5 separate regions of the Mus musculus genome follow, and regions 1, 3, 4 and 5 are each linked to region 2. The links are chromatin contacts, called in public Hi-C and HiChIP or PLAC-seq maps. All regions are on one chromosome and are shown on one strand. Each heading gives the region's core, a stretch centred on a gene start, on an enhancer-like site or on the middle of the called end of the contact. The rest is flanking DNA. Distances are from core to core; before and after follow the strand shown.

Region 1 (4,811 bases), core at 280-2,779, 460 kb after region 2:
GAGCCGTTTAGGTAATTCATTGTGATACGTGTGTCCTGGGCCCTCCCAATAAACTCATTTCCCTTAAAAAAAAAAAAAGAAAAAAAAGAAAACAAAAGTTCTAGTGTCTGATGGATGTGTAAAAACCTAATAAGGTGACGGTTGTGTAAAGGTTATGTGTTGGGGGGTGAGGTGGGGGGAGTCTTTCAAACATGTGCCGGACATTGTCGCAGAGGCCGCGGCGTGCGCGGAGGGGAGCTCTTTCTCTCCGCATTGTGCAGAGAGCAGGTGCTGTCTGCATTACCATACAGCTGAGCGCACAAAGAGCCACTGATTCAGCCTCGCACAATAACAGACTGCCTTAATGACAGCCACGCGAACGACACACACCAAACTCACTTTTTACCAAGCAGAGGGAGGCCTGAGGGGAATACCCAGGAGAGTGGGACCGGACACCAGTGAAGGTGGTGTTGGTTGAAAATCTCCCGGGAGAGGGTGTGTACACCGGGAAAGGGGTAAGCTTAGCTTTTGGCTCTGCTGGCTCAGGGAATACACTATCCGGACCCCAATTCCCCATTTCCAGTGATCGTGGACAACACGGAGACAGCAGCGCTCCGGGACACTGCGGTGTCTGGGGGTGTCCGGCCCGGATCGCTAGCCCATCGGCACTCTCCGAGGCTCAATCGCCAGGCTTCACCAGAGGTATAAGCGTGCCTAACCTCCCCAAACTTCCCAAACTGCCGGGGTGCTCTTGCCACCCTTTGCCCACCTCTTCAAGGGTCCCTTTCCTACCGGGCACCCCGCCCCCGCCCCCTCCGGGAGACTCCTCCTTAGAAAGAGGCTGCCAGGGAGGAGGGGCAGCAGCAGGGACGCGGGCCTCTAACCTCTCCCCGGTTCCTCAGTCCCTAGGACTGAACAAACGAGGAGAGCCTAGGCGGCTAGTGTTGGAAACGCCAAGGTCCGGAGGCCGCGTCCTGCGAGCGAGTCTAGCGGTGACCGCGAGTGGGAGGCTCAGGCCGCCCAGCGTGCCTAGGGTCTTCGGGCCTGTGGCGGTGGGGCGGTGGGCGACGCGGCCTCAGCTCCAGCTCCGGGAGCAGAGCGGTTCGTCTCCGGGAACGTTTTGCAGGAATGTAAATGAGCGGGTTTTGCGCTGGGGGAGGGAGGCGAAGGGGCGAGGGCGGAGGCAGAGAGGACTAGGGGGCGGGGAGGTGGGGGGCGGGGAGGAGGGTTGCACATTTTACAGCTCACTGACCATTTGGCGATCCATTGAGAGGAGGGTTTGGAAAAGTGGCTCCTTTGTGACAGCTCTCGCCAGATTGGGGGGCTGCTCATTTGCATCTCATTAGTTATGCGAGCGGCCGGCAGGATTTAAGGGTGGCAGGCGCCAGCCCGGGCCAGATCCTCCGGCGTGCACCCGCGGTTACCCTGTCTGACCAGGGCAGGTCACGGGAGAGCACCGGTGCGGCACGGAGCCTCCCACGCTTCGGCCTCCGGTCCTCGGTGTGTGTTCTCGCATGGCATTGGCTGAATTCTTGAGGAAGACGCGAGGCTTGGCGATAGTGCAAGAGATACCGGTCTAGAACACTCTGGGAGCGGCAGCGGCTGCCGAGTGACGCCGGGCCGGGAAACCAGGGCGCGCGCCGCAGTCCTTGCCACCACCGTTCCCACCGCGCCCCTCGGGGCCCCGGATTATCGCCTCACCGGTGGGATTTCCAGACCGCCGCTTCCTAATAGGCCTGCGAAGGAAGCCACTGCAAGCTCTCTTGGGAATTAAGCTGAACATCTGGGCTCTCTTCCCTCTGTGTCTTATCTCCTTTCTCCTCTTTCCCTCCGCGAAGAAGCTTAAGACAAAACCAGAAAGCAGGAGACACTCACCTCTCCGTGGACTGAAAGCCAGACGAAGAGGAAACCGAAAGTTGTCCTTTCTCAGTGCCTCGTAGAGCTCTTGCCGGGGACCTAGCTGAAGGCACCGCACCCTCCTGAAGCGACCTGGCCCTGATAGCACACCTGGAGCCGAGAGACGCCTTTCCGCCAGTACTCCTCGGGTCATATAGACTTTCCTGGCATCCCTGGGTCTTTGAAGAAGAAAGAAAAGAGGATACTCTAGGAGAGCAAGGGCGTCCAGCGGTACCATGGGCCGTCGGAGCGCGCTAGCCCTTGCCGTGGTCTCTGCCCTGCTGTGCCAGGTAGGGGGCCGGGCGGGGCTGCTGCGCGGTGGAGGGAGGGGAGTCGGACCAGCCGATCAGCTGTCCATCCCCAAGTGACTCCGGCAGCGACGACCCCGAGAGCTGCCCGGCAGCGGGCAGCTCCGGATGGGCGCTGAGGTGCGCTCGGCCTCTGCGTCCTAGCAAGGGCCCGCGCGCCCCCGGGTCCCTCCGCCGCCGGCGCGACCTCACGCCCCTTCCCCGCGCAGGTCTGGAGCTCCGGCGTATTTGAGCTGAAGCTGCAGGAGTTCGTCAACAAGAAGGGGCTGCTGGGGAACCGCAACTGCTGCCGCGGGGGCTCTGGCCCGCCTTGCGCCTGCAGGACCTTCTTTCGCGTATGCCTCAAGCACTACCAGGCCAGCGTGTCACCGGAGCCACCCTGCACCTACGGCAGTGCTGTCACGCCAGTGCTGGGTGTCGACTCCTTCAGCCTGCCTGATGGCGCAGGCATCGACCCCGCCTTCAGCAACCCCATCCGATTCCCCTTCGGCTTCACCTGGCCAGTGAGTGGGCACCTGCGCGCACTCGGCTGGGTCTGGAGGGGTAGGGGTGGCTGGTTGGTGGTTGGCAGTGGGAAGAAGGCAAGGGCCACTGATAAGGGTTGGGGAATCCCACAAAGACACGCCTGAGGTCTTGACTTCTTACTGGGAACTGACTGGCAGTTGAGGAGGGGGTGTGGAACCCCAGAGGCTTTTGCAAGCCCTGGGCATTTCTCACACACCTCCTACTTACCTGAAAGGTCGAATGCTTCCCTCCCCTACCCCCAAAGTTGGGAGAGTTCTTGTCCCCTAGCTCTTAGGCCTTGGTTGGGTTGCTACCAGTGCTGGGGCTGCTCTCCATCCTCGAGGTTCCACCCCCAGAAAACAAATGACAGCTGCCCTCTCCTCTTCCTGCACCCCACCTTGCTCCATCAAGTACTCTCCCCCCTTTTTAAAATACAATTTCCTGTATTAACATGTTTTTAAAAAACCAAACCCACACACGGTGTGTGTGTGGGGGGGGACACTCTTTAAAATTCTTCTAATTAAGGAAAGTGATAGGAGTTGACCTTCATTGGCACAACACAGAGATCTGAGAGCCTCTGTACTTGGTTCTCTTTAATGCCTCTCCTCCTCCTCCAGCTCCTCCTCCTCCCACTCCTAGTCTCCCAACTCCTCCTCCTCCCCTTCCTCCTCCTCCACACTTCCGGTTATCAAGCATCTTCTCCCCTTTCCCTAGGGTACCTTCTCTCTGATCATTGAAGCCCTCCATACAGACTCTCCCGATGACCTCGCAACAGGTAAGACTCCAAGCCCCTAAACTATGCATTCTCCCCATTGATACACAGTTTACCCACTCAGCCCAGGCCTCTTACCTTCACTCTGCACCTGGAGTTCAGAGAAGAAGGGTCCTTGGCTTGACAGCATCCATACCACTCTCTCGGTTCCTAGCGTCTAGGTGTTATCATTACCAACCTGAGCATCTTCTCTCTCAGAAAACCCAGAAAGACTCATCAGCCGCCTGACCACACAGAGGCACCTCACTGTGGGAGAAGAATGGTCTCAGGACCTTCACAGTAGCGGCCGCACAGACCTCCGGTACTCTTACCGGTTTGTGTGTGACGAGCACTACTACGGAGAAGGTTGCTCTGTGTTCTGCCGACCTCGGGATGACGCCTTTGGCCACTTCACCTGCGGGGACAGAGGGGAGAAGATGTGCGACCCTGGCTGGAAAGGCCAGTACTGCACTGACCGTGAGTCCTCTGGAGAATGACCCCTAAGGGTCCATTTATGGGGAAAGACACGAGGCTTTGCAACAGGAGATGGTAGAGATGGCTCAGTGGGGAAACTGAGGCCTAAAGAGCAGTGTTTTGCTAAGGCCGTTGGCAGTTAGGCTGGATTCTGGCATTTTAACAAGGGAGACCTTGTGTCCACTGTAGGAAGCTGCTTTTCTTCACAGGGAGGAGTTCAGAGACAAGGCCAGGGGTCAGGAAGTAAGGCTGTGCTCTCCCTAGGGCCTTTGTATTAGAAAGGGAAGAGAGGAAGGAAGGGAGGGACAGAGCGGGGATGTGGAGGGCTCATTTTCCAACAGTTCTCCTTGCTGCAACAATGTCCCATTGGAAAGCCCTCCCTTTCCTCCACAGAGTTAGGGTGCCTGACCTGCCTACAGAAATCTGTTTCCAAAGATTCCCTGGGGTGTACTCTGTGTGCCCTGTCCTTCAGGGAATCCTTCAATCCTTGGGATTGTGGAATGCTAGCAGGTGTGCTGAGGCAGAGTGCAGGGCTACATGGCTGAAGGGCACCTTGTCTTGTCTAAATGAAGAAAGGCAGTAGCTGATGTCCTATAATCTTCTTGCAAACCAGGGTACCAGGGCCACAGGGAGGACTTCTGCTCTGGTTCTGGTCTGTTTGTACCTCAGGGGGCCTCTCTCCAGCAATCTGAGGCCTCATCTGCCCAATCTGTAGGAATGGCATTTCCTTCCAACGTCAGGGCCTGGTGAACTTTTGTTCTTCTGCCCTGCAGCAGTTGAACATTGGACTCTGTGAGGCCCAGAACCTCTGTTCGTGCCTGGGGGAGGATATCGAGTCACTTTCTAGCTTTAGTTTTTGCCTGAGGATGATGGGTCCACACTTCAGTGAGAGCCTGGAC
Region 2 (4,465 bases), core at 136-2,635:
GTGGCTTTTCAAAGGCAAAACAAGTGGGGACATTAAAATTCCTGTTTCTGTAGGACCACTAACTGAGCCCAACACCACCACCGCCACCTTTTGTTGTTGTTGTTGTTGTTGTTGTTGTTGTTGTTGTTCTCAATACCAAATAGAGCAGGTTCCAGTGTATCTTACAGACACCTTAAACGGACTCAAGGTATTTTTGTTTGGTTTGGTTTGGTTTGGTTTGGTTTGGTTTTCTCCCCAATTTGATTGGTATTTAGAGAAGATAACGGAAAATGAAATGCAAAAATCCAGACAGGGAATATGACGAGGGGTCTTTTGTTATTGAATTTCTGAACCTGGGAGTTCTGAGTCCTCAACCTTCCACATTTTTCTTGATAGTGAACCCAAGGTTCAGAAGTTAAACCCTCGAAGTCCCGCCCTTTTTTATACTACCCTATGCTGCCCCTACCGTTAGATGGAGAAACTGCAGGTAAAGGTTAGTGGAGAGAAGGCGATCTGGGGAGGATAAGGATTAACTAACTACCTGAGCCCAGATGCTTAGAGTTTTGTCTTAACTAAAGAAAACAAAACAAAACCGCACTCTTGTTCTAGAATGAGTGAGCTGCCGCTAACTATCTATGAAGCTCAAGAATCACCCTGGAGGTCTTTAATGATAAAATATTAAACTAAAAATAAGCCAGAAATTACAGGTTTATTTTTCACTAAACAGACAATTGAAATACATGGTACAAAAATAAGTGGTAAGATTATTGTAAATTGAAAAATGGACAGAATAAATATTCAATTTAATTTTCCATCTATGAGAATTTCACAATAAAATCATAATTTACTTTGTATTATTAAAAAAAAAAAAAAAAGAATCACCCTGGAGAACATAGCTCGATCTCCCCTCCCCCATCTCCTTCCACGGGATGCAAAGGACGTCGTCCTGAAACATTTCCTGAGCCAGTTCTTTTACAATACACTTTCTCATTTGGGTCTAAGGGGTTTCTTTCTACCCTTTCTCTCGACGTGAAGCCAAGTCATATTGGCACCTCAGGTGGACAGGAACGATAACCCTCTTGTGCTCGCACACGTCCAGAGGACCATCCCTGTCACCTCCTTCACAGTTACACGCAGTAGGAAGACCCTAGAGGATAGTTGGAGGGACGTGCTTTTGAGGGCACTGATGGACAGCTATAAAAAGCGAGGAGAAAAATCGAGGGGAGGGGGGTCTGTTGCCGTCGTGGCGGCGCGGAGTGCGAACACCGCACGCGTCCGGCTGACAACAGGCAGAGCCCGCAGCAGGACCGTGATGAGCCGGGTGGGTAAAGGCAGCGCTGCGGGCCCGGAGGGCGGCGCAGAGGGCGGCGCTGGCGGCGTGAAAGGCGCCTTTGTGCAAGCCGGTGTGTAGGACCGCGGGAGAGGAGAGAGCAGGACCTGGAAACGGGGAGAGGCGTACCACGCTCCCTGCCGTCGGGTCTCCAGCAGGACAGTAGGGTAGAGCGGTGGACTGGGGACCGGCGCTGCAGAGGTTGTCTGCCTCTGTGGCCGTGGGGCAGGGGTGGGAAGAGAACAGTTTGGAGGAAGTTGGGGAGAGGGACCTGTCTCCCCGCCCTCTCCGCCTAGGTGACAGAGAGGCCCCGCTGGCTGGCAGGGTGCAAGCACTGCCCCGGAGCTCACTCGGGAACCGGCATCTGGAGAGCGGCCCCCGGGTGGAGCCGCCCGCCTGCCGCCCACCTGGGGCAGAGTGGCGGGCGCGGCGTGGCCTCCCTCCTGCGCCCCGGCCGCGTGGCTTGCGGCTTATTTTCCCAGCTGGCAAGCGTCGCGCTGCAGACAAGGGAATGCCTGTGGTGAGTTGTTTATTTTGTTGAAGTTTGCGGTGGGCCCGGAGGACGGTGGGGGGGGGGCGAATAGCAGGCAGCGGCCGGGACTGTTTTGTTTAGGTCTTGGTCCACCTGTGTGGTATAAATCTGCCAGGCTCCGGGCTGTGGGGTCCAGGGTGAGAAAGCCCTGGCGTTCCAAAAGCTCCTGGCCACGTTTAATTTGCAATGCCTGGAACCGACTAGAGTCTAAGGAAGGCTGCTCCCCAACCCCCAGCTTTCCGTAGACGCTTCCCCTAAGGGACAGTCGCCTCCTATGACCTGGGAACAGCTGGCCACTGAAGTTTCCCCATTCCCTTCCCCATTCCTCGGGGGTAATGGAGCTGAAGCTTTAATGTGAGAGGAGCCCAAGAAAACAGAGACAAACTTATCGTGGGGGCGGGGGTGGTGTGAAGTTCGTTCAGGGGTGTTGGGTCGGACTGCTTCTACAAACTGGGATCCTGTGTTGGCCAATTTCCCAAACTAGACTGGTGAAAGGCTGGCTGGCTCCTGAGGGAGCCCATAGGAACCCCTGGGGCTGATGTTAGTACAGCCTCGGCTTCGTTTGCCTGGAAGAAAAGCCTAAATACATTAGTGAGAGGGTAAAGCTTTTAAGGCCTTCTTGGGAGTGAGTGGCTGGCTAATGAGAGGTTAATTTTGTTTCGAAGGGAAGGCTGTGCTGGTTTCCTGAGATAAATGGACAGGAAGCACATTACCTCCAAGCACTGGCAAGCGGCTCCCAAATGCTTTTTGCACCTGCCGCTTCTAGCCCTGAGAGCCAGAAGCGAGCCCTACTGGAGTCTGTTAGGGATCAAGGGGCCGGGGATGCAACCCCTTGCACTCTCCGTGGTCTCTCTCTCTTTCTCCAGGGGCTCAGCGCTCACACGGAGCCCTGGGGCTCTTCTCTTACACCTAGGTCCTGCGTGTTCCGGAGCTCGGGGGCATCCTGATCCCGCTGAGCCCCTTCCAGGTGCAGAAGGGTTAACAATGATGTAAGTACAAGCCAGGCGCTACATGCTGCTGGACTCTGGGCTATTCCAGCCCCTTATTTTCAAACACTGTGGAGCAACGAGCAGCAGGGGAGCCCTTACTCCGGAATGGGTTACACAAATAGCTTATTGCAGACTTCTCTGTCCTGGGTGAGCTGTTAAGCAGAGACCCTCATGTTAGGTTTCTGGGTTTGGAGATACAGTACCTGGGGAACAGTTAAGACACTATGTAAGGATTTGGGAAATGAAACTGCATCATGTTTAGAATCTATTAACGTTTCTGGCATCCGTTTTAATTACCCAATTGCATGCCCATGGTGTAGTATGCTTTGCTGGGTCTCTTAGATGCACTGTTCTGTTCTCACCACTCCTCGAAAACAAAGGGGAAGAGAGAAAGAATGCAGATGGCAAGACACAAGGTGGATTTGGGGGTTGCTCAAGTTTCCAGTCATCTCACTTTTTTTCCTAATTAAAATGTAAAACTTTTATAATCCTCACATTTGTTCTAGCTTCCTCCCTGGGTTTTTCTTTGTCCCGTCCCAAATTCTGCTTTAACCTGATGCATGGGAGCTTTGACGAGTGGCCACCCTATAACCAGCCATTCAACATGCTCTTGGTTTCCAAGCTGATTTCAAATCTTGCTAACTAACATCCAGATTCACCCCAGACTGTATCAATGAACCCGATGTCATGAAAATAGGAACCACCTTGTACTTTATTTTTAAAAAAAATAGCATTTTCCTCTAGCAGCTGAACACTTCGCTGTAATAAAAAGTGAATTGTTAGGCATACATGTCTTAAGCTTGTCAAATTTTACAACAGAGGTGCAGTAAAACACCTTAAAGATGATTCTCCTCCCCCACCACCACCACCCCAGTTTTTTTTCCTTGATATCAGGATTTGAAGCAACTCGAGGGTGCCCTCTACTGATAAGAATATCTAGACCCCCTTGTATTTAAAATATATATATATATATATATATATATATATACATACATATATACACACAAGATAGTGCAGAAAAAGCGAAGTCATCAGCAGAAAGACTCCAAATTGAATGTACTGATCTTTAACCTTTTGTTTATATGAGATGTAATGATAGCCTAATGTACCTTTGGGGATATAATTAAATATTGAGGTAAGAAAACTCTACACTTTGCTGTTAATCAGCTATCTAAAAGCACTTAAAATCTTTGTATAAGAACATTTTGCCTGCATGTGTGTCTGTGCACCATGTGTGTGTTTGGTGCCTGTGAACGTGAAGGGGTCTCGAATCCCCTGGAACTGGAGTTACAGACTATCGTGAGTTGCCGGTGGGCATTGAGAAGTGAACCTAAGGTCTTTTGGGAGAGCAGCCACTGCTCTTAACCACTCAACCATCTCTACAGCTCCAAGCTAAAAGAACTTTTAAGAAGAGCATCATGTGATCACTCTTTAAAAGAAAGATGCTTATTAATATTTTCTGAACTGTGTTTCGTCTATTATATGTAGTAACTGCAAGATGGTAAAAATGTTTGTCCTGATAGCATTTAGTATACACCATTATGTAAAGCTGTCAGATTCTTCCAGCCCTCCCCCCATGAAAAGTCATTTCTCCAGGCAACTCTGAGGCTATTATTAAGCATATTAAAGATAGAC
Region 3 (4,892 bases), core at 1,022-3,521, 320 kb before region 2:
ATACCACTCTTGTGAATATACCCAAAAGATACCCCACCATGCCACAGGAGCATGTGTTCCACTATATTCATACCGGCCTTGTTTGTGATAGTCAGAAGCTGGAAACAACCCAGATGCCCCACTACAGAAGAATGGATACAGAAAATGTGATTCATTTACACAATGGAATACTACTCAGCTATTAAGAATGAGGACATCCTTAGTTTTGCAGGCAAGTGGATGGAACTAGAAAATATCATCCTGAGAGGGGTATCTCAGACCCAAAAGGATATGCACAGTATGTACTCACTAATAAGTGAATATTAGCCAAAAAATAAAAAGTATAGAATACCCAAGATACAGTCCACAGAACTCAAAAAGGTCAAAAAGCTGAAGTGCCCAAGTGAGGATGCCTCAGTCCCACTTGGGAAGGAGAAGAAATCAGTCACAAGGTGGGAGAGAGGGGGAGACCTGAGAGGGAAAGTTAACAAGTGGACGGGGTAGGAGGGGGCGAAAAGGGGAACATAATCTATTATTGGGTGGGGGAGAAGGACTGAAGGGCCAACAAAAAGAATGGAAACAGACAACCTTGTGAGGTAGGAGGTTAGGGTGAACCTTCAGAATGCACCAGACACCTGGGAGGTGAGAGACTCTCGGGACTCAAAGGGAGGGACACTAGATGAAATGCCCTACAGTGGAGAGAGGGAACTTGCAGTGCCCACCTCTAACTCTGACCCATATATGTTCCTGTCTAAAAGAACTGCTGAGATAGAAATGGAGAGGAGCCTGAGGAAAAGAAGGTTCAGCAACAGGCCAAAAGTGGGATTCAGTTCAAGGGGATGTCCCAAGGCCAGACACTATTACTGAGGCTATGGAGCACTCACAAAAGCTATTATGACTGCCCTCTTAAAGACCCAGCAAGCAGCTGAAAAAGTCAGATGCAGATATTTGTACCCCACCAATGAACGGAAGCTACTGACCCCTGTGGTTGAATTAAGGAAAAGCTGGAAGAAGCTGGGGAGGAGGGTGATCCTGTAGGAGGATCAGCAGTCTCGATCAACCTGAACCCCCGAGATCTCTCAGACACTGAATCACCAACCAGGCAGCATACACCAGCTGATAGGAGGTTCCCAACACATATACAGCAGAGGACTGCCGGGTTTGTATTCATTCTGAGAAGATGCACCTAACCCTCAAGAGACTGGAGGAAGTAGGGAGTTTAGAGGTCAGGTAGGGTGGGTGGTGGGTGGTGGGGACATCCTTGTGGAGACAAGGGTGTGGGGAGGAGGTATGGGATTTGGAACAGTCAGAGTGTGGACTGGGAGGGTAATGAAATCTGGAGTGTAAAAAATAATTAAGTAATTAAAAAGAAATTGAAACTGAAAAAAAATAAAGAAAGAGAAAGTTGGTCATGGTGTCTCTTTGAAGCCATAGAAACCCTAACTAATACACTGTCAAAAGTTAATATTTTTATTAAAGCTCAGAAATTTCAAGTTGTACATTTGTAAGATTCCAAACATCAAAATCATATACACATGCACATGCAAATGCATACACACACTAACAGGACATGCAATTTGAGGTTTCAAAGAGTGATATCTCTTATGTATGTTCACATACATCAGTTCTCCAGGCCTGCTTCTCTGGAATTCAGATACTGGAAGAACCATTTGAGTTGATATTACACTTAGTGACCTGTAAGTGGACTGGCCATTTAATTTGAGTTTTGTTGGGCAGTGAGAACAGTTAGTAATGGTTCTGGGACAAAGAGGACCCACCAAGGATGCTCCAGGAAAGGCCCTATTTTACTGCCCTTATTAAAAAAATAAGACATTCCAACCCTAGAACATATGATTATTTAATTCTTTGCCTTTTTTCTTCTGTTACTGATGAAATTCTAACACCGCAGCCTAACTTAAATGAGAAACGCTATTAGCAAAGCTCTTAATTAACTCTTCTATTAGCAAATAATTAATTTTACAAAATAATTGGTTTCATTATGTTTTCCTGCAAATATATAATGTATTTATGTCACACAACCCCGCCTGCATTAATCACTAAGCTGTTTAAGTAGATTAAAATATCTCAGTTGTGTCTATGACCAAACATTTGCTTATGTTCTGGTCTTTTCTCTACAAAAATTCCCTAAAAGGGAGTGCTTTTACTTGCCTAGGGGGGTTGGTTGAATTTCCCCATGTGACACCAAAATAATTAAGTCCCAAACTGCTTTGTGAACAGCTCTGTCTGGAAAGCTGCCTCAGTTCACCGCTTTATTTTGGAGTTGACACAACCATGGTGGGTGGTATTGAGAACATCTGTTCCCAGGATTCCCAAGGAACAAAGTGATGAATCACTACTCCCCCAAAAGACTTCAATTTTACTTGAGGTCTTAAAAGTCCCAGAAGATGTTTTAAAGATTCACTTCCAGGATGTTTGCAGTAAACAATGAATGTTTCGTGACCCAAGACTGACGAGAACAGCCATATTACTCTAGGGAAACGGGACAATGGGGCTTCATTTCCCTCTTGTTTCCCTCAGAACACTCATTACTGGAAAGCTCCGGAGAAGTCTGAGATTCATAGACGTTTTCTCTGGGTTGAGGTTGTTGCTGAGTGTTCAAGTAGCATGTGTGAGGTCCCAGGTTCAAGCCCTAGCACTAAAAGAAAAAAACTATCATCCATAAAAGGAAAAGAAATGTTGCTGTCTGCTGTCCAATCTCTCCTCCAAGCAAAATTATATGTGTTTTAAGAAAAGTTCAGTAAAAGGATTTGTGATTTCTCCCTGCTTCTGAGAAAGTTAATATAATCCATGAAAATAAGAGGTGCAACCCAACTATGGGTTATGAATCTAAGAATTTCATTTGTTTGTTTTTTTAAGTCAGATGCAAATATCTTGTGTGAGATGATTGTCTTTGTACTGAGTTTCAAAAGTAAAATCAATTCATCCATCCTGCTTAGATTCTAAGGATTTGGAATGGTTAAAACAAAACAGGAACCTTTCCTTATTTTAATCATGTGCGTTGGCACTGGAGGTGGCTCAGTGGTTCAACTGACTGCTCTTGCAGAAGATTCAGGTTAGAGTCCCAGCATGATCATGGTCATTCAAAACTTCAGTTCCATGGGATCCAATCTTCTCTTTTGCCCTCCTCTGGCACCAGGCACATAGGTGGCACACTGACATACAAAACACTCATACACATAAAATAAAAAGAAAATTTAGAAAATTTAATGAAATTATGTCCTGGTCTCTGTTATAGTTAAACTGTACACAGCATCATTTATCCGATGAAGCATCAAGCCCTTATCTGATGTGGACGAACAGCAAAATGAAAATAAAATAGACATAAAAATCACTCTTACTCACTGTTGCTGTTTTTCTTATAATGATCATTTCTCTGGAAAGTACTTTAGTGTTAAGTTAGCCTATTTCTACCACGCCATACCTCCCAGTCCTTTGTGGGTAACTATAATCAGAAAGAAAATTTTTTATCACCTTATCTTTGGTGTTAACAGTTTAGAATAATTTCATATTGATATATATAAAGTATTTCCAGTATCATATGAATTGAGTTTCCTCATTTTATTATCTTCTGGTAATATAGCTCATATAGCATGATCAATCATTAATATTTGTACAGCACATTTGTGTGCATGTGTGTTTGCATGTATGTGCAGATATGTGTTTGAATGAGTATCCATGTGCCCTTGTATATGCATGTGTTTGTTTACCTGTAGAGGCCAAACAGCAGCCTCAAGTGTCATTCCATAGATGCACTCGTCCACCTTTGTGCAGTTGCTGTTATTGTTGTTGCTGTTGTTGCTGTTGTTGTTGCTGTTGTTGCTGTTGTTGTTGCTGTTGTTGTTGCTGTTGTTGTTGCTGTTGCTGTTGTTGCTGTTGCTGTTGCTGCTGTATTTACTCAGTTGAAATGGAGTCTTTTACTCATTGACCTAGAACTCACCAAGTAGACTAGAATTTCTTCCCGCCATGAGTCTTAAGGATTCACCTGTCTCCATCTTCCTAGCATCTGTATTAAAAGCTAATGCCACCACTGTTGACTTTTTGAACATGGTTTTCAGGGTCAAACTCAAGTCCTGTGTTTACAAAATAAATACTTTACTGATTGAGCTGTCACCCCAATTCAATGTCACTGTCACTATTAATGTAGAATTTATTTCTTAAGCCTCTTTTTCTTCCTGCAGTCTGACAACTTGGGAGATTTTCTTATTTTTTCTTTTTTTCCTATTTTAATTAAAATAATATAATTACATAATTTCCCTCCTTGCCTTTCCTCACTCCCATCATCTCTCCTGTCCTCTCCCTCCACCACCTTCTCCATTTCCCTCCTTTACTCTTCAAATGTATGGTCTCTATCTACACACACACACACACACACACACACACACACACACACACACACACTGACATACAAAACATTCATACACATAAAATAAAAAGAAAATTTAAAAAATTTAATGAAATTATGTCCTGGTCTCTGTTATAGTTAAACTGTACACAGCATCATTTATCTGATGAAGCATCAAGCCCTTATCTGATGTGGACGAAAAGCAAAATGAAAATAAAATAGATATAAAAATCGCTCTTACTCACTGTTGCTGTTTTTCTTATAATGATCATTTCTCTGGAAAGTTCTTATTTTCATTTAAGAAAAGTTCAGTAAGGATTTGGAATGGTTAAAACGAAACAGGAACCTTTCCTTATTTTAATCATGAGTATTGGAACTGGAGATGGCTCAGTGGTTCAACTTACTGCTCTTACAACGTGTGTGTGTGTGTGTGTGTGTGTGTGTGTGTGTGTGTGTGTGTGTGTAAATACAGCCTACTGGTTGGTTGTTCTCAGCACCTACTTGAGAGTTCACAACCATTTATAACTGCAGTTCTAGGAGCTCTGACATC
Region 4 (5,063 bases), core at 50-2,549, 270 kb before region 2:
CAGAAGCCTCTACCTCCAGTGCATAAAGTGCATGATATCTTCAGCAACACGAACTTTTCTTCCACTTCTTGATGTCAGTCAAAGGCAATAGAAATACGCTTTATGTTTTAGAAGTCTCTCGGAAAACCCTGACGACAACTCAATAAAAGGTACCCCATGCCTGGCATTAGAGGTTTTTCATTGGTTGTTCTTTGACTCTTGGAGAGAGCATGGCCAGCCCAGATGAGAAATGTTCATTTTAACTATGCGTGTATATGTATAAACAGAATCACGTAGTGTGTATTTATACACAGAGTCATGTGTATCATAAGCAATTGGCAAAGTCTTGGACAGAGGAAGAGGGGACTAGATCTGCTGTATGTTAGTAGTTCTTACAGTTGTCTAGCTGGCACATTAGGATGATTCATACTTTCTATCATAAATGTTTGAACTTAAGTCAATAAATATAAAGTTCCAGGACTCTACCTAGCACCACACAATTAGTAAATGTTAACTAATCTAGTTTCAAAAAAGAGAAACACTATGTGGGTGGCATTAGATATACCTATGTTATTTTGATTTTTAAAGTTTACATTTTTTCTGCAGGTATTTGCAGAATAGTTTACGTATATCAAATTAACTCTCCTACCAATATAAACTTTGAACAAAATACTTTTAGGCAATTTGAATATACTGAACAAAAGAAAGTATACACTGGAGCTGACAGAAAGCTTGAAGCGAGATTAGCAACAGATTTATTCACTGCTCCCCTGAGCACATTCCTTAGTCTTTCATGGAGTCCAGTGATACAGAACCAGAGAGAAACACTAACCCCAATAGGGTAATGAGAAATAAGTTAAGCTAGTAGCAAAATTCTGAAAACAAGCAATCTACAAAAAGGAGAAATAAATTCTGTGGCTTTTGCCTTCAACCATTGTCTTTTAAATGGCTGCATATATAATTCAACCCATAAAGAAAGCAACAGTTAGATGGTGGGAATTTCATCAGTGACCCAGTCACATTAGAGGAATTTGGAATGACTTCAGACTTCCCATGAAAACACCAGAAAGTCCACAGCTTGTGACTCTACTTAGTATTGAGGATTCTATCTTAGCATGTAACCAGCCTTAAACCAGTCATCCATGTGCCACCAGTGAAATAATAGAATGAAATTCAAAACCTATAGGAAAGAATAAAACAGAGTCTGTATACTTTGTCATTCATCATATCCAAAATAAAATGGAACAATGCTAGACACTGGAAATCTGATCCATAACTGAGGGAAAGGACCATTTATGAAGGCACTCTCCAAATGGTCTGGCTGTTTTCATTAGCAGACGGGGGTTTTAAAGCAGCTGTTGAAAACATATTAAAGGATTTATAGGAAAGGATGTCAGAATGGGAAATCTTGGCAGAGGCATAGGAAGTGTCAAGAAGTTTTGCTGATGTTTAAAAGGAGAGCTTGACTGACGGATATACCAACTAGTAAAAACAGGAAGGACATAAGGTATGTAAGCCAGTTATGTAGAAATGCATTCCTACTTATGGCTGCTGATCCAAGTTTTACTGATAATATTCTTTTTAAAAGCTTCTAGTCTGTATGCTTCATGTTCTGTAGGTCAAGCCTATGAACAGATCCAGGCAGATAATAGCTACTAGCTTCAGTCCAGGCTGGTGACTCCCATGCTTCCATAAGTGAATGAAATTAAATGTTAACTACAGCTCCATCCTTGTCTCCTTGCTTCCTTTATATTTATCCAAAGCTCTATATCTATCTTCCCAATGTTCTTTTTACTAATGAAAGAATCGGTGTGATATAGACGCCTCGGTCTTTTTTATAAAATAACTGTCCCACAAATAATATTGCAAAAGACTTCCAGATCATCAGTATCATAAAGGGTTTTCTAAACAATTAATTCCTAGACAATAGGACAAAAAGCCCAAGATTCATTAGAAAGAATGGCACCAGCTTTTAGCTAGGGGACCCTGAACATATGGGGGGTACCAGGTGATCTACCTACTTTGCAATTATCCAAGAGTGCATGACTAAAATTTAATTGACAGTCCCCTGAGTGGTAGAAGTTGTTATAGTTCAGTTGAAGCTTTAGCATCTGAAGGATGCCCAGCTCTGATAACAGAATTGTTAAAAGAATGATATACTCTAGACTGATGATTTACAAATTATCACATATCATAATTCAATTCTATCATTCTCTGGAAATTCTAAGGTTGTCTTATAATACATTAAAATTTTTCAATGAATTTTATCCAAGTACCACTTAAAGTTCATGCTTTTTTGCAAAATAACATATAGTTCAGAAGAAAACACCAGGATTTGTCTTGACTTTCCTTTGTGTGATGGTAAGGCATGGGGAATTCTGAGTTGGATGTCTAGTAACAGTAATAGCAACAGGTCTGAGAGGCAGAAGATCAGATAGTTTAGGCTGAATCCAGAGGCAACCAAAGTTAAGTTCCGCCTCCTTTCAATTAATCACCGAATGACACATTTAATAACCTTTTGCCTAGCCACATCATTGAAAAGGTTCCTGGGATCTAAACAAAAATTCCCACATGAGTTGCCATGGTAAAAAGAAATGTGTATGACCATTTTCCAAAAGCCATATAAAAAAATCATGTATGAATAACTTAAGAGTAACTACAGAATTTATTCAATGATATTTTCTCTAATTTATTACTTGAAAGAAGAGAAATAGTTAATGCTTTCTTGACAGAGCATACCCCATCCTAAAGATCTATTTTCAGTATTCAAGCTCACAGAGAGTAATTCTTAGAGCTTCAAGGTGAATGCTGGTGAAATCTGGGGAAAATATGTCATCTGTCAAATTCAAATAAATTTCTTAAACAGAACAAAAAAGAAAACGATAAAAGAGTTTATCGGTTCAGTTCTGGCTATATGGCTCAGTGATTGCTGGCTATTGCCTCTAAAGTTAACAATCTTAGCTTCATTGCCAGCACCCTAATGGTAGAAAAGAACTGACTTCTGAGGGATACCCTTTGACCTCTGCATACTTGGTATGGCACACGTGTACACACACACACACACACACACACACACACACACACACACACTATCTAAACTGTCAATTAAAAATTTTTATTAAATTTTTTAAGATCTCATATTAACAACTTAAGTGAAAAGATAACTTAATGTTTACCCTAACATATACAAACATAACTTATTGCTTCATTTGTACAATGCCAAATAAATTATTTAACTTCTAAGGACTGATTAGGATATGACATTTACATTGCTTACATCTATGATAGGATTCCATCCCCACCCCCCCTCCTAATTAGCATGAGTCTTACTAGAGAGCTATTAGCTGAATTGCTTGTTAATCAAAGGAAGATTCATAAGAAGTTTTCCCCTGAACTCCCAGGAAGGTTACTGGCCTACAGCACAAGCTTTCTGATGGCCAGGAGTTCAGTGGGCAAACAGTCTAGGAGTTGCAGATAGCCTCTTGAGTTATTCACGAAGGAGTAGGCATTCTTTCTTTGTCAAGACTACTGCTGTTAGAAATTCGTTATGTCTGTTGCCTAAGTGATTATTCTTGGCCAGCTCCTCTGTTTGCCCATGAAACTTCCAGACCTGTCTGCAGCCAAGCTGACGGTAGTTTAAAATATATGGACACAAAATTTATCAGGTAATGTCAAGATAGTAGCAATTAAGTGAATCAATTTTTAAAATGAATTATGAAAAAGAACTGTGTTCTAAATTCAAAACAAAAAAATACAAAATATAAGAAGAGCAAAGTGTTGTCTCTTGTTCCAATTTTCACTGCATAAGTCTAGCATTTCTGAGTTTTTTCCTTAAATGCTAGTTCTGTCATTTTTTGTAACATTTTTATTATGTCTTTGAGAATTTTAGACATGTGAACCCCAACTGCCCCACCCCCCACCCCCACACACACACCATCCTCTTTACCTTCCAGCCAACTTTGACATTACTTTTATTTTCTTATTTTCTGGTCAGGTAAAATCTGTGTTGGTGTGTGATCTTTAAAGAAAGCTGATTCTTCTTCCATTGGCTCTCAAGGGCCAATCACTCCTTACTTAGCAAGCAGTGGTATCTTGTTTTCTTCCCTTTCTATACTGGGTTTTTATCTCACTGGAGCTCACACAGGTCTTATGCATGTTTTCACTGTGAGTTCATATGTGCTGTTGTCCTGCTTTGTCTAGAAAATACATTTTTTTTTCTGTGATGCTATCAACTGCCTCTGGCTATAACCATCTTTCTGCCTCCTCTTCCACAAAAATCCCTGAACCTTGGGACAAGAGGAGTGGTATAAATGTCCCATTTAGAACTAATCACTCAATGGTCTCTTGTTCCCTACAACTTGGCCAATTGAAGGTCTCTGTGATAATTGCCATATACTGTAAGGAGAGGATTTTCTGATGGAGGTTCAGAGATGGGTACAACTCATTAATTTGTTTAATACTACATCAGTTTAGCAGAATAATAGTATTGTTGTTGTTGTTGTTGTTATAGCCTATGATCTATCAAACCTATCAACAAAGGTTCTTGGCTCCTGTAAGAGTACCTGGCATGGGTTTCATCTCACAAAGCAGGACTTTGTCCCAGAAACTAGTTGGTTACTTATATAATATGTGTGCCACTTTTGTACCACTAATCCTATTTTGTCAGCCCAGTCACAGTTGTGTCTTGCAGAGCCTGTAGCTGGGTAAGACCAAGGCTCACTTTTCTTCTCTGGCTGTATATTTAGTGTCACCTCCCATCATAAATGCTATCCACTGGGAATGAACCTTCCAGGAGAGTGCCAGATTGGTAGCTCCATATTCTCCTACTCAAATCTGTGCTATCTTAAACCATAGGGCCTTCCTATTAAGTTCTAGAGTATAGACAGGGGTGTTGGCACCAGTGTGCAATGTAGGGAAGGGGATGCTATATAATCTCATTGGCCAAAAACTCAAAAGGAGATAATCCATTCATGATACCTGGATTTTGTTTGGTAGAGATGCTAGTATTTTTAAAGTACATGATATAACATTTGATCTTTTCAGAGTAGGAAAGAATCCACTGGATTACAACTGAGATTAATAAT
Region 5 (4,686 bases), core at 805-3,304, 390 kb before region 2:
TAGAATGATAAAATGGTGTTTCTCTCTACCGCTGATTCATACACCAGAATAGTCACTGGATCTGAAGCTGGCTCTGAGTCTCCTGAGGACTATGGATCTGTTATAAAAAACAGTACTGCTCGGCTTTATATGGTTTGTCTTTGGTAAACGGCTTCCATTTCCTCTCTTTACTCATTGTGGTGTTTTATTCCCCAATATTCCTTCATGGATTTCCATGCTGGATCTGGCTATCTATCATCTATCTATTATCTATCAATGTCCTATCTATCTACCTCTATCACCCTCTCCTCCCCTCAATAAAAATATTTTTTCTTGTTCAGAGTGTGTTGTGAGAAATATTAAAATGAACAGCAAATTCCTGCGCTACTTTGGGCACGGGGGTGGGGGGCGGGGGGGCCACATGGCTCTAGCCAGGTGTTCTCATCTCAGCAGACTCTCTGGCCCCGGAGTTTCAAATCTTTCCACCCAGCTCGCTAAATTCCCACTGATGAATCGTTATGAGCTAGCCCCATGCTTCAAAATCCCCACGGCCTTTTTGGTGCACATCTGGCAAACCTACGCTTTGCTGCCGAACCTTTCTCTCTTAAACCCAGTCAAACCGTGGCATGAAGGAAAATGCAACACAAACTTTCAGAAACAATGGAAACTCAATCTCTGGGCACAACAACCATAATCCTAATCTTCTAAACCATATTAAATCTAAATCCTCTGTTGGAGAATCTTGGCATATTGGCCATATAAACCGGGAGACACTAGTAGCTACATCTTGCCTCTCGCTAACCCGACCAAAAAAAAAAAAAAAAAAAAAAAGCCCCTAACTCTTTTCTGTTTCCTCTCTTCCTCTCTCCAGCCCAGAAGTCCCACCTACTCTCCCAGGGATTAATTACTGTATTCATTAGGGGATGGGTCACAAGGAGTCACTTGTGTATGTGACTCATTCCTCATTCCAGACAACCCCTCCTAGGAGAATGGAATTAACATCAAAATACAACAGCACCAGGGCCTTGCACAAAAGTATCCTTCCACTGGCTCATACAACTGCAGTTTGTAAATTCCTGTCACCTGTCTATCAAGTTTATTTTGCCCCAACACAAACCTTTTATCATATCATCCAGCCCTTCTGATAAATCTGTAGTGTCAATCATTCATTGCATACAGTCTTTCCCTGACTTCATAGGGCCCCTGGTCCTACTTGGTTTTATCCTGGGCAACCATATTGTCGCAGAACTTTGACTTCCTCCTGCTAATCTTGTATTTCCTCATAGAAGCCTGCCTAACTGTGGTTTGAATATGAAATCTGCCCTTTAGGCTTTGCTGTTTGAAACTTGATCTTCACCTGGTAGTGCTGTTTGTAAAGGTTGTGGTAACTTTGGCAGGTAGAGGCATTAAAGGAAATGTATGGCTGGTGGCCTATACTGAACCTTTAAGACAATAATCACTTGGATGATTCTTACATATTTGTGTTTAGCAGAGGGGAAATTCATAACTTCTGGTAGATTTATATACAACCTTACTTTTGAAATAAGAACTCAACATGATATACATTTTAAACAAATATCTCAAACTGTGAGGTTCCTTAGAACTTTAAACTCCATAGTTCATCTAGATGAAATTTACTTCATGTACTGACTAAAATGTAAATTCTAAATAATTTCACTCAAGACCCACTGCGTTAGATTCTGTAAGGTGTTAGGTCTGGAAACCACCCTTGTTTGGAATTCCCAATGTTATTCTAATTCATACCAAAGTTTGAAACCCACTTTACGGGAGGTTCCTCCAATCCTATGATTTTATGATTCTGGTTTATGACTAATCAGCCTAAATTTTAGTTGGTACACCACATAACTCCCTGCCAAACTTCCTCAACCAAATATAGCAAGAGTTGACATATGCCAAAACGGCGGTAGTCTTTGTTAGTGCCCTTCCTAAAAGCAGCTGGGCCCACACAGCCTTATCCCCAGCTGTCTGGGCCAGGCAGCAGGTGCTGGGATGGCCATCCCAGTTCTATTCCATGTCTGCAGCTGTTTTTGTGAAGCAAATCTGGCAGCACTGCCTGCCCAGGTCTCCAATTTTCCCTTGGGTGGCCCCTGTTTAGTGGGTGGTCCAGCTCAGCCTTAGCTCTGGTGAGCATACATTCCTAAGTTGTAATACCCTGGCCAGTGCCCACAAAAGCCCTATGTGCTTTATGTTTGCATATGTATATGCACACTTTGGATTAGAGTAGTGCTTAAAGTACACTTCTTCCTTAAAATATATTTTTGTGTGTATCTGTGGACAATTATTTTACAAAATATTTTTATACATAAGTCTTAGTTGCAGATGAAAGGGACATGATCCAGGTCTCTCTCTCCCTGTCTCTCCCTCTCTCTCCCTCTCTCTCCCTTTCTCTCCCTCTCTCTCTCTCCCTCCCTCTCTCTCTCTCTCTCCCTCCCTCTCTCTCTCTCCCTCTCTCTCCCTCCCTCTCTCTCTCTCCCTCCCTCTCTCCCTCCCTCCCTCTCTCTCTCTTTCTCTCTCTTTCTCTCACCCCTCATTCCCTCTCCCGCCTTTTCTCCCTCACTCCTTCTCTCCCTCCCCTTCTGTTCCTCCACTTTCACTTTATTTTAACAAACTTAAATCTATTTATTGGAACAGAATTTAAGGAAGCAAACCCTAAATTTTACCTTATACTATGTTACTAAAGTGACTGCATCTAATCAATCCCTGAGTAAAGGGAAAATCCGGTAAGACAGCATTCAAACACAAAGGACATTTCAAGTTATGCAGAGGAGAAAGGGAAAGAATGGGCAGCACACTGGAGTTTTTAGGGTAGTAACAAACATGCATAATATTATAAAATATTAAGAACATTTGTCCAAAGCTGTCTACTATGAAATTCTGATAGGAACCTAATGAATATCAGATGGCAAGGGCATAACATTATAGGCTTAAAGAAAGGAGTCAAAGAAAATATCCCTCTGACATAGAGGATATCAATATTATGGGAGACTATTGTCATGACTATTTTCTCTGAATTCTGAATTTGAACATCATAAGACTTTTTAAAATCTTTAAAGCTTACAAAAAAATCTAAGTTTAGAGGATAAAAACTATGTTTTGTTTGCAAAATTGTGGAAAGATGTGACTGTGAATTATTAAACCTTTCTGTTTAATACAAGCAAAAGGAAAAAGAGGAAAAGGAGGAGGAGGAGAAGGGGAAGAAGAAGAAGAAGTGCATAATAGAGTGACAATATTGAGATGTAAAACTGTTACAGAATTAAGTTAAAACTGAAATGTGATGTTTCTGTTCACTGTGTTTGGGTTATCTGTGTGTTCACATTGTTCTCATAGTTCTTCATTTTCTTGCATAGTAAAGATGAGGCCGTATAAACTATGATAGGGCCAGAAAAAAACTTGTTCAATAGATTTCTGCCACCACTCAAGAATTAACTGATTATTGCTTAATAGATATACAAAATGAAAGGTGCAAAGGTTTAGGTTTCTGAGAAAAGGAAACAATCCTTAGTACTCTGAAAAAAATACATTTTATCTGGCTTGCCTATGCTCTAAAGTGATGGTCTAAAACCCCTTTTATAAGCACAATTTCTGTTATAATCATGTTAGGCCAGATGTTACTGAAAAATAATATCACAAGTCTCTGAAGAAATAGTAACTTGAGAGGAGAGCTTGCCTCCAGGGAGTGCTCTGACCCCTAGACTCAGGAGAGATCGCCAATTTCTCTCCATGACTCTCTAAGGCCAGTTCACTCAGGCCAGTTCACACTCTAAGGCCAGTTCACACAGGCCACACAGGCAGCAGAGCAGCTGGGAAGAGTCCTACAGGCCTACATCTGCACCTGGGAGATGGGGCTGTTCCACAGCCCTCTGTGCACTGGTCTTGCCAGGAAAGAGTTGGTCTCCCAGCAATGCTGACACAGGCTTACAGAATCATAGGAGGAACAAGCTCCAGCCAGAGACAGCAAGAACATCTGACACCAGAGATTACCAGATGGCGAAAGGCAAACACAAGAATCTTACCAACAGAAACCAAGACTACTTGGCATCATCAGAGCACAGTACTCCCAACACAGCGAGTCCAGGATACCCCAACACACTGGAAAAAGCAAGATTCAGGCTTAAAATCATATCTCATGAAGCTGGTAGAGGATTTTAAGGACATTACTAACCCCCTTAAAGAAATAAAGGAGAATAAGCTAAACCAGTAGAAGCCCTTAAAGAGGAAACACAAAAATCCTTTAAAGAATTACAGGAAAACATAACCAAGCAGGTCAAGGAATTGAACAAATCCATCCAGGATCTAAAAATGGAAGTAGAAACAATAAAGAAATCAGAAAAGGACAACTCTGGAGTTAGAAAACTTAGGAAGAAATCAGGAGCCAAAGATGCAAGCATCACCACTAGAATACAAGAGATAGAAGAGAGGATCCCAGGTACAGAAGATTCCATAGAAAACATGGGCACAACAATCAAATATAATGCAAAATACAAAAAGAACTTAACTCAAAACATCGAGGAAATCCAGGGCACAAAGAGAAGTTCAAACCTAATATAGAAAGAAGACTTCCACCTTAAAGGGACAGTAAATGTCTTCCACAAAATTAAAGAAGAAAACTTCCCTAACCTAAAGAAAGAGATGCCCATGAACATACAAGAGGCCTACAGAACTCAAAATAGTTTGGACCAAAAAAGA

What was found. A called contact is a pair of places that touch in the nucleus more often than the background predicts. HiChIP or PLAC-seq counts read pairs in DNA pulled down with a chosen protein or histone mark.
Region 1: a contact with region 2 is called in a FOXA1 HiChIP or PLAC-seq map of pancreatic cancer cells. The contact joins the promoter of Dll1 here to the promoter of Rgmb in region 2. A contact is called at or near these places in 1 of 484 Hi-C or Micro-C datasets (embryonic stem cells), 1 of 115 datasets of contacts at active chromatin or transcription factors (pancreatic cancer cells) and 2 of 9 other capture datasets (adipose tissue and liver).
Region 3: a Hi-C map of uterus shows a contact between it and region 2, with 2.6 times the contacts expected there. The contact joins the enhancer-like site here to the promoter of Rgmb in region 2. A contact is called at or near these places in 6 of 39 promoter capture datasets (cranial neural crest, embryonic stem cells, hippocampal neurons and 2 more), 5 of 484 Hi-C or Micro-C datasets (embryonic fibroblasts and uterus), 17 of 115 datasets of contacts at active chromatin or transcription factors (the NIH/3T3 cell line, astrocytes, craniofacial prominence and 13 more) and 1 of 9 other capture datasets (adipose tissue).
Region 4: a contact with region 2 is called in an H3K4me3 HiChIP or PLAC-seq map of neural tube, with 4 times the contacts expected there. The contact joins the enhancer-like site here to the promoter of Rgmb in region 2. A contact is called at or near these places in 5 of 39 promoter capture datasets (the 3T3-L1 cell line, hippocampal neurons, liver and 1 more), 1 of 484 Hi-C or Micro-C datasets (the 3T3-L1 cell line), 11 of 115 datasets of contacts at active chromatin or transcription factors (the NIH/3T3 cell line, craniofacial prominence, embryonic basal ganglia and 7 more) and 2 of 9 other capture datasets (adipose tissue and pancreatic islet).
Region 5: a contact with region 2 is called in a Hi-C map of myocytes, with 8 times the contacts expected there. The contact joins the enhancer-like site here to the promoter of Rgmb in region 2. A contact is called at or near these places in 4 of 39 promoter capture datasets (cranial neural crest, embryonic stem cells, frontonasal cranial neural crest and 1 more), 9 of 484 Hi-C or Micro-C datasets (the C2C12 cell line, cortical neurons, embryonic stem cells and 3 more), 19 of 115 datasets of contacts at active chromatin or transcription factors (the NIH/3T3 cell line, astrocytes, craniofacial prominence and 12 more) and 2 of 9 other capture datasets (adipose tissue and embryonic stem cells).

The regions. Positions count from the first base shown.
Region 1 is chr17:15,372,541-15,377,351 of GRCm38.p6, reverse strand. Dll1 (delta like canonical Notch ligand 1) reads left to right here and starts at 1,529. Exons shown (of 11, transcript NM_007865.3): 1 at 1,529-2,165; 2 at 2,393-2,686; 3 at 3,402-3,462; 4 at 3,658-3,915. The coding sequence starts at 2,112.
Region 2 is chr17:15,827,985-15,832,449 of GRCm38.p6, reverse strand. It overlaps Rgmb (repulsive guidance molecule family member B), which reads left to right and starts at 1,385. Exons shown (of 5, transcript NM_001372257.1): 1 at 1,385-1,829; 2 at 2,755-2,830. The coding sequence starts at 2,826.
Region 3 is chr17:16,149,085-16,153,976 of GRCm38.p6, reverse strand. No RefSeq gene overlaps it. Among named protein-coding and RNA genes, the nearest start is that of Gm41534, 84 kb to the left of the region's middle. Within about 2 kb of position 2,271, at least 1 of the 459 cell types and tissues checked has an H3K27ac peak or open chromatin away from gene starts, as enhancers often do. A contact at or near this core is called in uterus, where this site is marked.
Region 4 is chr17:16,098,022-16,103,084 of GRCm38.p6, reverse strand. No RefSeq gene overlaps it. Among named protein-coding and RNA genes, the nearest start is that of Gm41534, 130 kb to the left of the region's middle. Within about 2 kb of position 1,299, at least 1 of the 459 cell types and tissues checked has an H3K27ac peak or open chromatin away from gene starts, as enhancers often do.
Region 5 is chr17:16,216,114-16,220,799 of GRCm38.p6, reverse strand. No RefSeq gene overlaps it. Among named protein-coding and RNA genes, the nearest start is that of Gm41534, 17 kb to the left of the region's middle. Within about 2 kb of position 2,054, at least 16 of the 459 cell types and tissues checked have an H3K27ac peak or open chromatin away from gene starts, as enhancers often do. A contact at or near this core is called in muscle stem cells, myocytes and neural tube, where this site is marked.